Regions from separate parts of the Oryctolagus cuniculus genome. Here region 2 is linked to region 1. A link is a contact called in public Micro-C data. All regions are on one chromosome and are shown on one strand. Each heading gives the region's core, a stretch centred on a gene start, on an enhancer-like site or on the middle of the called end of the contact. The rest is flanking DNA. Distances are from core to core; before and after follow the strand shown.

Region 1 (5,995 bases), core at 2,299-4,798:
ACACTTTTCTTGAATGTATGTAGCCCTTGCTTCATGTAAAACCATTGTGTGAGTATGGTGGCTGAATGGATGAGGATCAGAGTCAGCAGACACAGGTCTGGACTGCAGCTTTGTCACTGACCAACCGGGAGCACTAGGTACATTAGTATCTTCATCTATAGAGTGGGGGTAGTAACCATTCACTCCTGGGTGTAAGTGTACATTCATGAAGTCTAGGAGAGTAGGAATGTTACTTTAAAGACTTTCTATTCAAATCATTGCTGAAGACAGAGTAAATTGTAAGGATAGAATTGCTCTAATGGTTAGAACACATTTTTGGGGGGAAGGCAGAGTTACAGAGAAAGGAGAGAGAGAGGGAGAGAGAGAGAGAGAGAGAGAGGTTTTCCATCTGCCAGCTCACTCCCCAGATGGCTGCAATGGCCAGGTCCTGGGCTACACTAAAACCAGGATCCCAGAACCCCATCCGGGTCTCCCATGTGGGTGGCAGGGGCCCAAGCACCTGGGCCATCTTCTGCTTCATTTCCAGGACTGTTGGCAGGGAGCTAGAAAGAAAATGGAGCAGCTGAGACTCAAACCAGCACTCACATGGGATATAGGCATCTCAGGCCACAGAATGACCTGCTGAGCCACAACACTGGCCACACTGGCCCCAGACATCCTCTTGACCTGTCTTTTGGGTGTGAAAGTAAGACTACTTTCTTCATCCTCCTGCTCAGAAGTCTGGATCACAGGAAAGAACTGAATTCAAACAGCTGACTTTCTGTTTAGTGAAATCCAGATATCTACAGCCAGTTGAGGAAAGAGGACAAAAGTTGAGATGCCTGAAATTTGTGGAGAAGTAGAGGGAAGGGGTTTTTAGAGTGAAAAGAAGTGTTTGGATTAAAAAAAAATCAGTCTTGTCTTCTATTCTGTTCTGTATTTATGCCCCTCATTTCCTCTTTTAGAAGTTTGTGGCAGGTTGGCACTGTGAGTAGTGGGTAAAGCCGCTGCCTGCAGTGCCAGCATCCCATATGGGTGCTGGTTCAAGTCCCGGCTGCTTCACTTCTGATCCAGCTCTTGGCCTGGGAAAGCAGTAGAAGACACTCCAAGTTCTGAGGCCCCTGCACCCATGTGGGAGACCCGGAAGAAGCTCCTGCCTCCTGGCTTTGGATCGGCACAGCTCCGGCCATTGCAGCCATCTGGGGAGTGAACCAGCAGATGGAAGACCTCTCTCTCTCTCTCTCTGCCTTTGCCTCTCTGTAACTCTACCTTTCAAATAAAATAAATAAATCTTAAAAAAAAAGCTTGTGGCAACAATGAATATCTGAGTGACATCTACGGGATTGAAGAAGCAGAAAAAGGTTTTGTGGGCGAATGCTAACCAGGTCCCTAATGAGCTGTTATCATTGCCATTTGTTCAGGAGCAGATCCGGCAGGTAGACCTTCAGTGATACCTCAACGTGGTGAAATGAATTTCTGCTTCTCTCTGGGCCCGCTGGTATTTCATCTTCATGTGGGTTCTGAGACAAGGGAATACTGAGCTCAGGAGCCACAGCTAGTTCTTCCACACACGCCCCACACCCAGAACCTTGCATCTTGTACATATGAAACTGACAATGTCTTTTGATTGAGCTGTCCAGATGCGTGGCACTAACTTTTCATGCATACGTTTTTCTTAGATGGACAGGGCTAAGTGGGAGGATTTAACCTTTTAGTCAGTCTCCTCCAGATCTCAGCTCTCCCTCCCCTTGCCAAACCTTTGAAGAGGGGTTTCCCTCTTTCAGAAAAGGAGACGATTTTTGGATGAAATTCCTTGTCATTCTTCCAAATGCAAATCGTGCTTGGGGTTTTAAATTAACTCTACTGAACACATGCTGGGATCAAAGTGGACGCTTCAGTCCCGCAGGACTCTCCGAGAACCTCCTTCTAGGAGAAGCTGCGTGCAGCCCTCTTGTCTCCTAGGCTCCAGTCTGCGGTGCCAGTGGGAGGCCTCAGGGCGTTAGCTTCTGTGGGTAAGGATGAAATGGCCTCTGGATGACCAAATTCTGGTTTGCGATCTGTGCCAGTGAGAAGAAGGTTCTTTTGATCTACAGCTGGAATCAATGTGTGTAACTGCTGATTTACGTGTCAACCCCTTGAGAGCTTTTGCTCCAAAAGATCACTCTTTAATAGGGGCCAGCAGCAAGGACTGGGCGTGGGGAGACAAGCATTGGAGTTGGCTGCCTCTCACCGCTGGGGCTGCTTGTATAGAGCCTCTCAAGCCACATTACTCTCTTAAAACTGAGTAACAAATTCATCACTAGGAAAACTAGTGCTATACATAAGGCTGCAGGGGGAAGGGTTACTGGATGTAAGCACAGAGAAAAATAACTCCAAATTTGTGTCTTGCTACATATATGATTAAAGCCAAAAGGTTCCAACTTCCGGAGAGTGGTTATCTCCGAGATGGCGGAAATGGTGGGATGTGGGTAGTTCTCTCACTGTATTTGTGATGTTTTTGTTCTCAAACACAGAATGCACCAGGTAAAATTGAGGCCTTGTTAGCCTAAGGTTAGTGGAGCGAAGAGGAGGGCAGGGTCAGCAGCCCTCTGCATTCAACCACAGGCTGAGTGATTGTGAAGATGGCCACACTGTTGGGCTGGCTTACGGACTTAGAAACATTGGATTTGTGCATATCCTTTTGTAACTTGTATTTTTCTCCATACCACTTGTTCTGGGATTCATTCTATTGATACATACTCATAATTAATTCAAGTGAACTGCTGTGTGGTACCCCACTTTAAGACCTAACAGTCATCTGCTCTATTTTTTTTTTAAGATTCATTTATTTGAAAGGTAGAGTTGCAGAAAGAGGTAGAGACAGAGAGAGAGAGAGGTCTTCCACCTGCTGGTTCACTCCCCAAAGGGCCACAATGACAGGGGCTAGGCCAGGACAAAGCCAGGAGCCAGGAGTTTCTTCTGGGTCTCCCATGTGGGGGCAGGGGCCCAAGCACTTGGGCCACCCTCCACTGCTTTTCCAGGTGCACAGCAGGGAGCTAGATCAGAAGTGGAGCAGTCGGGACTTGCACGCCGCCCATATGGGATGCTGGGGCTGTAGGCCGGGGCTTTAATCTGCTGTGTCCCGCTCTTATCCATGAGGGACACATTCCAAGACCCCAGGACCCTGAAACCTCACATAGTGTCAAACTCTGCGTGCTAAATTTATTGTTATACATGCAAACCAATAAGATTTCATTTATAAAGTAGGTACCGTAAGATATTAACAATAAAACAGAATAATGAGCTAAGCAACTCTAACAATATACTCTATGAAAAGTTGCTTAAAACTGATGGATTGTTTCTTTCTGGAATTTTCCATGTGACATTTCCAGATCTGGGTTGACCATGGGTAATTGAAACCACAGAGAGTGAAAGCCTGGATAAGGAGAACCACTGCGGGTCAGCTTCTGTTTTATTATGATCGCAAATAGTGCTGCTGTCAACATCTTTGGTCATGCTTCTGGGGTGAGATTTCTCAGCCTCAGCACTTATTGACATTCTGGATGGGATAATTCTTAGTCAGATCTGCCTCAGGCATTGTAGGGTGTTTAGCAATATCCTTGGCCTCTACCCACTAGATACCAGTAACACCTCACCCTCACTGCGGGGCAAGCAGACACCGTGAGCAAACACTGCCAAATGTCCTCTGGGGACAAAAGCACCCCGCGGAGCAGCACCGCTCCAGAGTTCATGCTTAGGGACAGAATCGCTGAAATGCTGAGTCCAGGCATCTTTGGCCTACCAGAGGCCGGCAAGCTGCTCTCTGAAGTCGTGCCAGTGTATGCTTCCAAAAAGAAATAAGGATTCTTATTGCACAACAGTATCAGCAATCCTTCAGGTTAACTTATGGATATCTACTGGTGAATCTTACTGCCTGGATTACTCGTTTAATTGCTGGCTTCTCATGAGGTTGAATTTAATGTTTATTCACCACTTGAGTTTCTTCCCATGTGAACTCCTATTCAGATACGTTCCCCTTGCTTAGGTTGTGCTTTGTGGCTTTTTTCTATATCACAGTGGGACTTTAAAAGTTATTGAATACAAACACAAATACAGCCACTCATTCCACAAATATTTTTTGCGCATTTATAAATCTTTTAGAAAAGAATTCATTGAGGGTGACATTTATTTTTTGAAATTTATCTGTTTTAAGAATTATTTTATTCATTTGAAAGCAGAGTAACAGAGAAAGAGGGAAAGAGAGAGGCAGAGACAGAGAGAGGGAGAGAGAAAAAGAGAGAGATAATAGCCCATCTGCTTGTTTACTCCCCAAATGGCTAAAACAGCTGGAGCTAAGCTAGACCAACACCAGGAACCTGGAATTCCATCCAGGCCACCCCCTTGGGTGGCAGGGGCCCAAGCACTTGGGTCATTTTCTGCTGCTTTCCCAGGGGCATCAGCAGGGAGCTGGATCAGAAGCAGAGAAGCCAGAACTTGAACTGGTGCTCAAGATTGGATGCCAGCATCTCACGCAGCAGCTTTCACCCACTGCACCAAAACACTGCCCCCTACTGTTTTGAAATTTATTTAAGATCTGAAAAGCAATTTCTAAATGATCGGCTTCTCCAGAAAGCTATTTAATGCATCATGTCTATCATGCTAAAACATGCATTAGACACAAATATAAAAAACACAGAACAAGCCACCATTCTTCAACATAAATGATAAAAGGCCTAAGGAGCTTCATGGGTGACTTGCAAAACATGGACTCTTTAAGCATCATTCATTTTGCACAAATGGATGAGTGTTCAGTTCCATAGGAATCAGACCTCGCCATATAGCTCCAACACAGAATATAAACAGGCATAGTGTCAAAATAGAGCCGCCAGTTCTCAAAAGCAGCCTTGTCAACTAGGCAATGAAACACCCTGCATTGTGCCAGTCTGTCGTCCATCATTGAATACACTGGTAGTAACTTCGGAATGGAAAAAAAAAACAAAAAAAAACAGGAGGTATAATTCCTTTTTGTTTCCTCTGTTTAAAATAGAAAACAAACATCATTTCTGTTATACACCAACATCTCGAAATTCACCATTTTTGTATCAGAGAAGAACTAGGAACCAAACACGTTAGTGAACGAAGATCCAAACGCGAGAACACTTTCTCACGGCACTCAGGAGGAGCTGCTCCGTCACAGCTGGCACTACACAAGACGAAGAAGTCTTTGCAGAGACTTTAGGACACTGTGAAGATCCTATAGCAAGGCTCTTCTCCAGATGTGACTGTGTCAGCCTGGCTCCAGGTCCCACACACAGTCTCAGCAGATGTGGCACCCCCAGCATCTGGGCTGTGGGTGCCTAAGGGTGATCTGCCAGGATTTAGCACCCTGTGGGCTCTCAGATGGGGGAGTAGCTGAGCACCTAACGTTCCATCCAAGTATTGTTCTATTCCGGCTGCAACTTCCCGAATAGCACACTCTTATCATCTGCGTTTCCTAGAGATTTCTTATAATTTGCATAAGTTTCTAGATCATCTGCAAATTGTGAATTTTAGCTCTTTGGGAATCTTTAAACTCCCACTCTGTTCGTGAATGCTCCTTCATTTTCAACAGTAGGATCTGTGGGTCCTTCTCTCCTGAGGAGCCAAGCTGTCTCCCTGATACCAACTCCGTCTCCACGTCCAGCTGTTTTCTGTTTCTCCTTTTTGATTTTCAATGTCTGCCTTTTGCTGTTGTAGATCAGACATCTTTCCCTGCTCCTGAGTGCTGTTTGAAGGTCTCACTGTTTCTGTAGGTTGGCGTCCACCTATCTGAGTCCTCTGCTCCCTGGAACCCACACATCCCAGTTTCATTCTGACCACTGTAGGGCATTCGTTATTTTCCTTGTTTGTCCTTTATGGAAGCCTTCACACACACTGCTTCATAAGAGACCCATGAAGCCCAGCATTCGCTCTCTGCTCTGGAATTTGGGCTTCATCTCCTACTTGAGAGCCATTTACAAGTGATCACCACCTCCTCCCCCGACTCCTGATTACGGTT
Region 2 (5,995 bases), core at 2,512-5,011, 140 kb before region 1:
TTTGGGTGTCAGTGTCCCGTGAGCTTCCTGAGGACAGGAACTCTGTCTGGGGCATGTTTGTCACTCCTGTCCCCACTTGGTAAATACAAAAGAAACACCTGCTAAAGAAATTCATGCCCAACACAGGCGGCGCCCTTTACGGCACCTGCAGTCAATCCCTGGTTTTCCAAGAGAGTCCTCTTCCAGATAAAAGCATCAATGCATTTAGACCTAAAGATAAGGTGGGGCTTCCTTAAAGAGTGCAGACATTTACCTCGGATTCAGTAAGTGCTTTTTCTTTTTAAGGTTTGTCACTTCCCCTGATTTTTTTTTTTTTTTTTTTTTTTTTTTGCCTTTGAAAACACATGAAGTTTGACTGGTGTGGTTCTTAAAAACTAAATATTCATGAAATACAGCATCTCTTCTCTTCAGGTTATATAGGCTAAAGGGATAGCCACTGTGATTAAAATAAAGAAAACCACATATTTTCATAAGAAATTTCCATGGGGGCTGGCACTGTGGCTCACTTGGTTAATCCTCCACCTGCGGCGCCAGCATCCCATATGGGCGCCAGGTTCTAGTCCCGGTTGCTCCTCTTCCAGTCCAGCTCTCTGCTGTGGCCCGGGAGGGCAGTGGAGGATGGCCCAAGTGCTTGGGTCCTGCACCTGCATGGGAGACCAGGAGGAAGCACCTGGCTCCTGGCTTTGGATCAGCGTAGTTCCGGCCGTAGCGGCCATTTGGGAGGTGAACCAACGGAAGGAAGACCTTCCTCTCTTTCTCTCTCTCATTGGCTGTAACTCTATACCTCTCAAATAAATAAATAAAATCTTAAAAAAAAAAAAGAAATTCCATGATAGTAAGTAGTGCCGGGCATCTTTAAAACTCAGGAAAGGAGGCAGCATGTGGCAAAATGGTGAAGACGCTGCTTGGGGTGCCCACCTCCCATGTGAGAGAGCCTGGGTTCCAGTCTTGGCCCCACTTTCAACTTCAGCTTCCTGCTAATGTGTACCTGGGAAGAGCAGGGATGCCTCAAGGCCTTGGGTCCCTTGTGAGACCTGGAGTGAGTTTCAGAGTCCTGGCTCTGGTCTGGGTCCAACCTCAGTCACTGGGAATTTTGGGAGTGAACCAGTAGATGGAAGATCTCTCTCTCTGTCTCTCTCTCTCATTCTCTCTCTCATCTTTCAAATAAAGTGAAAATAAATATATGTTAATAAATGTGCAGAAGTGCCACCTCTGGGTGGGAGCATCCGGATGTCATGACTATGTTTTGGAACCATCACAGAGACCATTTTTCCTCTTTTTTTTCTTTCTTCTTTTTTTTAATGAGACCATTTTTTTTTTCTGAAGATACTATGTGAATGGGCCCACTTCCTCTTATTCAACTCTTTCTCCATCCTGCTGCCTGGAAAATGGCTTTTATCCTCCTGGCCCATAAAACTGATTCCAGATGCCATAACACAAGAGAGAGGACTCGGGGTCAATGTGGGACACTGAGTAAACCCTTTACCACCTATGTGGACTCTTCTATCTTATTTAAGCAGTTGTGGGGCCGGCGATGTGGCTTAGCAGGTAAGGCCGCCGTCTGCAGTGCCAGCATCCCATATGGGCACGAGTTCGAGACCTGGCTGCTCCACTTCTGATCCAGCTTTCTGCTATGGCCTGGAGAAGCAGTAGAAGATGGCCCAAGTGCTTGGGCCCCTGCACCCACGTGAGAGACACAGAGGAGGCTCCTGGCTCCTGGCTTCAGATCCGCACAGCTCCGGCCATTGAGGCTAACTGGGGAGTGAACCAACAGATTGAAGACCTCTCTCTCTCTCTCTCTCTCTCTCTCTCTCTCCTCTCTCCCCTGCCCACTCTCCCTCTCCCTCTCTGCCTCTCCTTCTCTCTGTGTAACTCTGACTTTCAAATAAATAAGTAAAATCTTAAAAAAAAAGTTATTGTTTTGAACATTCCATGTGCTAAGGTTTGTCCCCAGAGTTCATACACTGGGTTTGGTCCCTGGTGTGGAACCTTGAGGAGGTGGAGACTGGGAAAGACTGTGTGGAGGCTGTGTTAGTGGGACAGTGCCCTTGGAAGGGATTCATGCTGGTCTCTCAGAGTAAGTTAGTTCTCCCGAGAGTGTTTTTCAGGCACTGAGGCCACCCATGCCCTTGGCTGCTTCAGTACAGGGTTGTTCCTCTTCCTTTAATCTGTCCTATTGTGACATCACTAAGGGGGCTCCCATTAGAGGCTGAACCAATGGGACCACTCCGTCTTGGACTTCAGACTCCCAAACTACAAACAAAACTAATCTCTTTTCTTTATAAGTACCCAGCTTCAGGTATTCTGTTTATTTTGTGACAGAAACAGGAAACAAACTAAAATACCATCACTCACAGCCAAACCTAACCCACGGTCAGCAGGACAAAAACAGTGAATCCTAAAAAGAAGAAGCAACGAGTGTAATCTTAGGAAAATGCCACGGCCGGCACTGCGGCTCAATAGGCTAATCCTCCCCCTGCGGCACCGGCACCCCAGGTTCTAGTCCCGGTTAGGGCGCCGGTTCTGTCCCGGTCACTCCTCTTCCAGTCCAGCTCTCTGCTGTGGCCCGGGAGGCCAGTGGAGGATGGCCCAAGTGCTTGGGCCCTGCACCCACATGGGAGACCAGGAGAAGCACCTGGCTCCTGGCTTCGGATCAGCGCGGTGCACCAGCCGCAGCAGCCATTGGGAGGTGAACCAACGGAAAAGGAAGACCTTTCTCTGTCTCTCTCTCTCTCACTGTCTAACTCTGCCTGTCAAAAAAAAAAAAATGCTGTGAAAAAACACTGCATTAGTCTACTGCTCTTGAAAATGTAAACTTATTTTTGTGACTTTCTAGAGAGAAATCCTCTCTTTGCCTCACCGTAGGGTTCTGGGTTGTTGTAGATAGTTGAGAAGCCCTGAAGCACAAGGATGCTTTTGCTGGATTTTAGTTGCACAGCACTGTGTCTAAAGTATGTGTGCAGGTGGAGTGTGTGTCCTGAGCGAGACACAGCAGGGACCCTGGTTTGCACACACAGCCGGCTTATCTCATGAGACTCTATGATCAAACTCTTCACAGATTCTCAAATCAGAGCTGAAAATCACCTCTTCACCCAAAGCAAGGTTTTGCATCATTAATAAGATATGGGGATGGATTCCAAGACCTGCTTAGCATAAGGAACTATTCAAGCGAAGGAATGAGATGATGAATAGTTATAAATAGTACGGAGATGAGTCACACGAGTGTGACCCATTCCCACTGGGATTAGTACTGTTCCTATGTGAAATATTCATGCAGTTGCTTTCCATTTAAACAACAACAGCTTTACAAAGTGCTGTGAAGTTATTTTGGGAATTGTCTATCATTTGACCATTGATCAGTTGGGGTTTTCCTATATGTTATGCCCCTTTGTGTTTTTTCTAAATCAAGGATTCTAGCGAAATTAATTCTGCTGCATCTCATTGTCGTTCCTCATCACTCGTCATTCTCAAAGGCCTATCAACATCCTCTGTTACATATTGCCAAGTGTTGGGCCTCACGGTTTACACGAATCATCTCTCACTGATAATTGCTGGGGAGGCTCCTGGTTTAGTGACTCGCCGGGGTTCCTGGAGATTTATTGGCTCTGAGCTAATTAAATTGTTGCCTGCTGCTTTTGAGAGTCTGCCATAAAATCATGCTGTCCCTAACACAGCCCTTGTGCTGGGGGCTTGAGCTGGATTGCCACACAGACATTTCTCCTCAGTGCTTGCCTGGGCTGGGGTGAGAGGCAGTGAGAATGGGGAGGTCTCCTAGAGGCTGAGGACGCCCACACAAACACATCAGCATGCGGCTTCTTTTCCTTTGTGTTGTTCTTTTTATTTGGGGTTTTGATTTTCTTCCATTTTGGAACGATGCGTAAGCTGGCTACGTTTCTCTTCCAGACTTTCTCTTTGAATCAAAGCTCCTTTTGGCAGGCATCCTGATTTCTTTTAATACATAACTTTTAGGGAAAAATTATGAAACCATGTATTTTGCTTCAGAATTGTGAATACATTTGTCTTTTTGGTTACTTTTGCCAAAAAAAAATCACAATATGGCTGAAGAAGCTACAGTAGAACTAATTGCAACTTACGGTCAAATGGAGTCTGATACCCACCTTGCATTAGGTTTCTCAGGATTAGAACTGATCAAGAATCCAAGTTGCAACTTGGAGTCGAATTCCCTTTCTCTGACACCCACCAGGGCTGTGGCCTTATTGTCAGTTGTGAATCTCTTTCTCTCCTCTGCCTCAGTTTCCCTCTCTAGAAAATGGTCATGATATGTGTACTGCCCTATAGAATTACGGTGAAGATGAGGGGACACCATAGGTACAGCCTCAAGAGTGACAGGCCGGTGTTGGCTGGCACTGTGAATTTTAAAGTTTACCATCATAATTACGGTGGCAAAGCTCTCACATTTGTGCTGGCCTCTACGAAGCCTTCACAGCTATCATCTCGTCTGAACTCAGGCAAATGTCATTAACCTCATTTCTTTTACTATTTCAGTATTTTGTTCTAGAGATAAGGAAACTGAGATTATAGAGGTTAAGAATTTTTCTCAAATGACTAGCAAGAGATAAAAGCCAAGACTCACATCAAACCTGGATTCATGCCATCATGGCCAGAGCTGAGCTAATCAGAAGCCAGGAGCCAGGAGCTCCTTCTGGGTCTCCCACATGGGTGCAGGGGCCCAGGGACTTGGGCCATCTTCCACTGCTTTCCCAGGACATAGCAGAGAGCTGGATTGGAAGTGGAGCAGCCGGGTCTCAAACCAGCGCCCATATGGGATGCCGGTGCTGCAGGAGGCGGCTTTACCTGCTACGCCACAGCGCCAGCCCCAGTTATGTTTTTAAACCAGAGAATTCTTGTATGTATAGTTGTCCTACGAGAGGAATTCCAACATGAGAAGTAGCTCATCCCTTGAATCCAAGTGAGACGAGTTCAAAGCTGTCACAGGCAGCGAGAGCACTGGGGCTCCTGCAGTTGTCTTCACACGCAGGCAGAGGGCCTGGTGTACAGCGACTTTTGGCCCCCTCTGCATTCACCGTCTACGTTTTTTGAGTGTTTAGCAAGTAAATATCCGTGCCATTTCCTCCCTGCCTTTCGCGACCCAGAGCTGGCTCCATACCCTGACCCAGATGTGAGCCCAGGTGCACGCGAACTTCAGCCTTCCTCACATTCAAATCCCAGCTCCTCTCTTTCACAGGAGTTCAGGTCTCTCCCGCAATAGTATGCCATCAACACTAAGCTACTTTTCTTGTGTGTTTCTCAGGCAAAAACAGTCCCATCTTAAAAAAAAAATATGGCGTGGTTTAAAAATGTATGAGTTCACTTTGTTGAATGAGTTAAGGTTCACTTGATTGTAAATAAGAATATAAATCAAGCTAAGGTAAGCAGATTAAGAAATGTATTGATGTTGTACTTTATTTTCTCTTTCCTTTGTTTTTCTTTTTTCGTCTTGAAGACACTGTGGTTTCCAATGGATCTCGAGTAAGAATGGGAACGGTCAAGACTTCTCAAAGGAAAATGCAGATGTCAGTGACATAGGCTCGAAGGATCACAGACGATTCCCACGGACGAGGAAGTCAGCGTGACCTGGAGCAGACCATCCCAGGATGTCCGTGCTGTGACCTGTGGAGTGGGCGAGATCTGAACCCATTCTCCAGAGAGCAAGTCCAGTTGGGTCATTGACTCAAGAATCCAGAGGTCCTTTGTATATTACCATTTCCAATGTTCTTAAAAACATATTTATTATTGCACTTTTAAAAAAATCCCTTTTACCATTCAAAATAAGATATGGGTGGGAGTGAGTCAATAAATCATTTTAAAATTAATGGTGCCAGGAGCTGTATTTTCCATATCATCATGAAGATATAATCATTTTTAACATTTTTGTGTGCCCACTCTTTTTGTAACTCACAAAAATGTGAAGTATAGTTGTTACTCGATCATATTACAGTTGAGAGAACTGAGACATAAAATAATTCATCTGCCA

The links. A called contact is a pair of places that touch in the nucleus more often than the background predicts.
Region 2: a contact with region 1 is called in a Micro-C map of ear pinna, with 5 times the contacts expected there. The contact joins two enhancer-like sites. A contact is called at or near these places in 3 of 6 Hi-C or Micro-C datasets (ear pinna, psoas muscle and an unstated tissue).

What each region holds. Positions count from the first base shown.
Region 1 is chr2:77,903,249-77,909,243 of mOryCun1.1, reverse strand. No RefSeq gene overlaps it. Among named protein-coding and RNA genes, the nearest start is that of LONRF1, 84 kb to the left of the region's middle. Within about 2 kb of position 3,548, at least 2 of the 8 cell types and tissues checked have an H3K27ac peak or open chromatin away from gene starts, as enhancers often do. A contact at or near this core is called in ear pinna, where this site is marked.
Region 2 is chr2:78,046,262-78,052,256 of mOryCun1.1, reverse strand. No RefSeq gene overlaps it. Among named protein-coding and RNA genes, the nearest start is that of LONRF1, 59 kb to the right of the region's middle. Within about 2 kb of position 3,761, at least 1 of the 8 cell types and tissues checked has an H3K27ac peak or open chromatin away from gene starts, as enhancers often do. A contact at or near this core is called in ear pinna, where this site is marked.